Linked DNA regions of Pelodiscus sinensis: region 1 is linked to region 2. The links are chromatin contacts, called in public Hi-C maps. All regions are on one chromosome and are shown on one strand. The core of a region is the stretch at or near the end of the contact, and the rest is flanking DNA. Distances in the headings are between cores, read along the strand shown. Region 1 holds the start of DNAJC5B (DnaJ heat shock protein family (Hsp40) member C5 beta). Region 2 holds the start of MYBL1 (MYB proto-oncogene like 1).

Region 1 (2,700 bases), core at 135-2,634, 500 kb after region 2:
TGCATGGATTCTAATGTAATATGATCCTAATGTAATATTTTGTGTTAGTGGAATAAAGAAATGAGAATATTGTTTATTTCCATTAAAACTGACAAATATTTTAAAAAGACAAGTGAGATATTGTTAAACAATTACATCTCATTCCCATTTAAAATAGCATGACTTAATTTACTATATTTTCAGCTCATTTAGATTTATGCTATTTATGAGAAAAATAAGGTATTGTGGTTCTAATAACATATGTTTCTAAAATTGCTGTTACAAAGTCTTTTGTGTGAACTTACAACATGATTACTCAGTGTCTTGATAATTTTTGTTAGTGATCTATTAACTCAAAAGGAAAGAAAGCAACAGAAGAAAGTGTTTCCATACCTGAAGCACTGTCCCATACAAGAAGGCTGCTGCTTTTCATCCTTCACATTCAGGGTTAAACAGGTCATTGGAGTTTGGTTACTATTTTTTGTTAGTCTGGTATCCAATTGGTTCTCTCTTTGGAAGACCTATAAAAGAATGAATAAAAAATTCATGAACATAAAGGTTGCTATTACATGACAGCCTATGATACCAAAAATATACTATATTCATGTTTGATTATGCTTCATCCCTTGTTCTGCTGTCAAGCTCTAACAGATATACTGAGTTTGTTGGATTTCCTCCCATCAGTGGTTGCAAGTTGTCTAACAACACTGACCCCCTCACTTTAAGACTTCAAGGTTATATAATTTCAACACCTGTTCACTTCCAAAACAACACAGTACTCGTGAGGTATTACATGGGGCGCTCCTCATTAAAATTCCACCATCAAGCAGAAAGGAAGTTTGGGGTATCTCCACTGCCTTCATTGGGGCTCACCTCTTGAGCTCCAGGATAAAAGGTATCTCTGGCAAACATCAAAAAAGTCTGAAGAGCTATTAATTTGTCTTAGGAATGGAGCAGATTGCACCAAATGTCAGGTACAAAAAAAAAAAAAAAAATTCCCAGAGGAGCACATCTTTGAACACCCCTCATATAGGTCATTTAGACTGAACTATATGAAATGTAGGTTATAGTTCTGCAATCAAATTCATGGACCCCACTGAGGTCATAGGCCAGTAAAGTCAATGCAGACAAAGATCTATTTATCTACCTGCGTCCAACTTAAGGAATAAAGCTATAGTCTATATAGTTTTCAAAAATAAAATATAATAATTTACAATAAAGATATACCATATCTGTTGGCATAGTGGTGATGTCTTCCATCTTGACTGTAATTATTAGAACGTATGTTTCTTTTTTAAAAGGAAACAAAATGGCGAGAACTGTTCAAAAGACAGTTACAATAATTTTATATTCCTCTTGCACTCAGCAGTATTATTTTTCTTCAAACAGTCCACTGAAATTTGTCCTTGGATGAACTTCGAAAATTTCAACCTGAAAGATTAAAGTTTCAGATAGATATGGAAGACTGAAAATAGGGTTGGAATGATTTTTTCTAAAAACCTCAACTATGGTATATGGTGCCATTCCTGTTATTTTGCATATACACATGAAAGTAACTTGTCCATTCAGTGTGCTTGTTCTCAAGTTTCAAATGATTTTGTTTAAAGGCAATTATTATAGACCGAATATATTTTAGAAAGCATGAAAGAAAGAAAATTTAACAAAATGGTTATCACTGCTCCTGTCAGAATAACATGCCTCATTATATAAATAATTTTTGCCAGAAATCTTTGATATCCTGTGAGTCTGTTATCAAGAAAAATATTATCACTATCCTGGGATAAAAGGTAGACACATTATTCTGTGTGATTACAGCTCCCTCTAGTGTTCACAACTACTTTTGTAAACTTTAATAATTTTTAAGTGTCCTCTTTGGTGCTTTTTATTTTGTTTTGTGATGGACCTTTCAGAAAAAACCTAGCCCTTATACAAGTCTAGGGTTTTCCCATTGGAAATGTTGTTTATCCCAATCACTGTCTCAATCTTTGGATTACTCAGCATTTCATAATCTATCAAAGCTCTTTAGTTCCTGATAACACACACCACTTTGAAGTGTAAGACATTTAGTCTACGATCTTGCTTGTATTCCAAATTAAACATAACAGGAGACTCATTTGCATATTACTTTCTGACAGGTTGGAAATGTGGCCCAAACGGGCTGTGGCTAGTGCCTGACCAGTATAGTAGCACACAAGCTGAATCACAGTGAATTAAGCTGAATCCTGATCTGCCTGTACCTTCCATTTTCCCTACATTTTCCTTGGTTTGCAACAGACTAATAGGGTGTAAGCTAGGTGTGTGAACAGGTAACCAATTACCTGGTAAATATCACCCTTACTGGGTAACAGTTAACCGTTATGCAGGAGCAGTTCTCAAACTGTGGCCTGCCGCTGGCGGAGGGCAGCTTCAGCCACGCGGAGCTGCCAGCTCCAACCCATGTGGGGCAGGAGTCAGCGGCCTTGCACATGGCTGGACGTGGCAGCTGGAAAGGGTGGTGGTTGCCACTTTTGGCCTCGCTTGAGGCTGCTGACTCCCAATCTGTGTGAGCTGGGAGCTGGCAACCTAGCATGGAGCCAGAAGCAGCTTGGAGCGCCCATAGCAACCTCTGTTTAATCAGTTAACTGATTAAACTTAACATTTAACTGGTTAATTAATTAAAGGGGATTTTACATCCCTAGTCTGAGCCTGGACCTAGTAAGAGAGATAGGCACACACACAAAG
Region 2 (2,700 bases), core at 118-2,617:
GAGGCTGGCCCAGTTCTCTCACTCCAGCCGCCCGAGGGTTAGGCCGGGCCAAGGCTGGCCTGGCTCTCTCTCTCTGGCTGCCACTGGCAGTGGTTGGCGTGGCTTTCTCCCTCCAGTTGCTGAGGGACTGGGCTAGGTTGAGGCCATAGCTGGCTAACTGGCATCCTCCCGTGAGGGGAGAGGGCATGTGGCTCCCAGTCCCATCCCACCAGGGGGGAAAGATACACAGGTGGCAGCTCTGGGTCTCCACGGTGACAGGGGAAGTCCACGTGGCTCTGGCCCCCTCCTGCTACAAGGGGGAAGGCTGCTTCGCTTTCCCCCCACGAGGGGGGAAGGCTGTGTGGCTCTGGCTCCAGTCCCCTGTGTGAGGGGGAAAGGCCACATGTGCCCAGGGCTCTTCCCCCTGGCCACAGAACACTAGGGAGATAAAGGGAAAGAGGAAGGAAAGGGCTGCAGGATGCAGAGTGACATGATGACATGACTCTGTCATCCCTCAGGAAAATCTTTTTTATAGAGAGATACATGGGAGGAAGGCAAATACTTGTTTTTATAGAAATTTTTTTTTTTTAAGTCTGCCTAGGACTGTATTGCATTAATAGTGAACATTTGGCCTCTCCAAAGCTCCATTTCTCTCTCCATTTGTTTTGGTACAAAAGCTGCTCTCACTATATTTTTTGCTATTCCATACTGACAGCTCTTTAATTACAAATTAAGTCAAAGTACATTGGATGAGTCATGAAAAGGAGACTATGTAGAAAGGAAACAAGAACATCCAGGAAGTCCCTTCGATAGCTCAGCTGGTAGAGCGGAGGACTGTAGAGGAGCTGCGGGAATCCTTAGGTCGCTGGTTCGATTCCGGCTCGAAGGAGACATGATTTTGTAATTATACTCTATGCCGAATGTGAGAAATCTCTGTATCGGTAACATTTGCACTAGGCGAGATGTGTTTCCCTCCCCCTGCAGACTGTGGGCTGTTCGCCTGCATTTTGTCCTTAGTCAGTAATAGGTGAGTCCGGATTCCAAGTGATCTGCTCACTCAGGACGCCTCGCACAGGCACATTGAAGGGGGAGAATAAGGCCTTGGGCTGGGAAGCAAGAGCGGCAGCAGCACGTAGCAGAGCCCGTGGGGCTTCTTACAAGCTGCCACTGTTGAACACCGTCAGGCTTGGCGGGAAGAAAAACTCGCTCTCCCAGGATGCAGCGCGCTATGTCCTGCCCCCTTCATCCCTACTGCTCCGGGTCCGCCCCCGTCTGGCTCTATGCCCCGCCCCCTTCATCCCTACTGGTCGCACCCTTTCTCCCTCTGGCGCGGTGCCCCGCCTCGATCGCGTGCGGCTGCCTCAGCCAATGGGGTTGCAGTCCGCGTGCGCAGATTCAAACGGTGGCTCTGGAAGGAGGCTGGGCGCGAGATTCGGCGGCACGGACAAAACCTGTGACGGCAGCGCAGCGGCAGAGGAGGCCGGGCCAACGGGGGACGCAGCTGGGAACAGGGGCCTCGGAACTGGGCAAGAAGCGTCCGCAGCCCCCGATCCTGTCTCCGCAGCCGGGCCGGGCCATGATCTGTGTGCGGGGCGCCGGGCCAGGCCGGGGCTAAGTGAGGTGGACGCGCTGGAGTGTCCGGGAGCGGTAGAGGCAGCCGCCCCCTTTTCTGCTGTGTGACGGGGCGGGCCCCACGGCCGCCACAGACTCCCCGGGGCAGTGTGAGGAGCCCGGGCAGGGAGCCGCGCAGCGCCGTCCCCAGTCCGTCTCCGCCTCCTTCTATGCTGCGCCTCGAGGATGGCGAAGAGACCGCGCAGGTGAGTAACGCCCCCGGCCGGCCGGCCCGCCTGTCCTGGCTCGGGTATCTCCGCGCCTTCGTCCCGGATCCCTGCTCCGATCGCAGCGCTGTTCCCTTCGCCTGCAGGGTCTCTGTCCCCTTTCCCTCTTTGGGACCCTCCCCCGGCTTCGCTCTCAGCTGTGCTACACCCCCACATCCCGCTTCGTCTTTCTCTCCACGCCAGAGGCTCAGGCTCTCCTCCTGTCCGGCCGCCCTTCCTCGTGCTCCACTGTCATTGTCCAGTCCCTCCCCAACGCTGCATGCCCAGAGCTAGATCCCGGCCCCATCATCCCCCCTAAGTCCTGTCACCCACCTGTCGCAACACCGGTGTTCCCCGACTTCTCCATCTTCCCTGTGTGTTGCATCTCACCGGAGTTGCTGCACCCATGTCTTTTCCATGTCGCTCCGTACTACAGACATAAGAGTAACCTCGTCTTCTCTTTCCCCTGGGCTACTAGTTTCTTCCTACACAGTAGTTCTTGCCAGTTTTCCCTTTCTTCTAACTTTCTGGTCCTTTACCTCTCTGACCAACCACGTGGTTTTAATACTTTGACTTCACTAATTCTTATTTTTTTAAAGACTGTGTTTTTAGTCCTGGTACATCCATTGATGGGGGGGGGGGGGGGAAGGTATATGTGATTCTTTCCTGTAGCTGGGAAATCTGTGAGTGAAAGTGCTTATTCAGCTGCAAACATTGAGCTGTTGCAGATTTATCTTCTATTTTGCAGGAGCTTGTGTGTCTCATTTATACTAAAAATCTGGATTTTTAGGAAACTACACTTAGTAATTTAGTTACTACTGTCTTCTGTCTTTCTAGTTGTGGATTTTTGTAGAAAGGGGTTTATGAGATTGATAAAGGAAGAGCAGGGTAAATGGTCAATATT

Evidence for each region. Hi-C and Micro-C count contacts between places; a contact is called where the count stands out from the background.
Region 1: a contact with region 2 is called in a Hi-C map of liver, with 4 times the contacts expected there. The contact joins the promoter of DNAJC5B here to the promoter of MYBL1 in region 2. A contact is called at or near these places in 2 of 5 Hi-C or Micro-C datasets (liver and an unstated tissue).

The regions. Positions count from the first base shown.
Region 1 is chr2:58,692,543-58,695,242 of ASM4963464v1, forward strand. DNAJC5B (DnaJ heat shock protein family (Hsp40) member C5 beta) reads right to left here and starts at 1,385. Exons shown (of 7, transcript XM_025186891.2): 1 at 1,207-1,385; 2 at 373-500.
Region 2 is chr2:58,195,459-58,198,158 of ASM4963464v1, forward strand. It overlaps MYBL1 (MYB proto-oncogene like 1), which reads left to right and starts at 1,368. Exons shown (of 15, transcript XM_075920605.1): 1 at 1,368-1,796. The coding sequence starts at 1,777. It overlaps TRNAY-GUA (transfer RNA tyrosine (anticodon GUA)), which reads left to right and starts at 783; the gene lies at 783-868.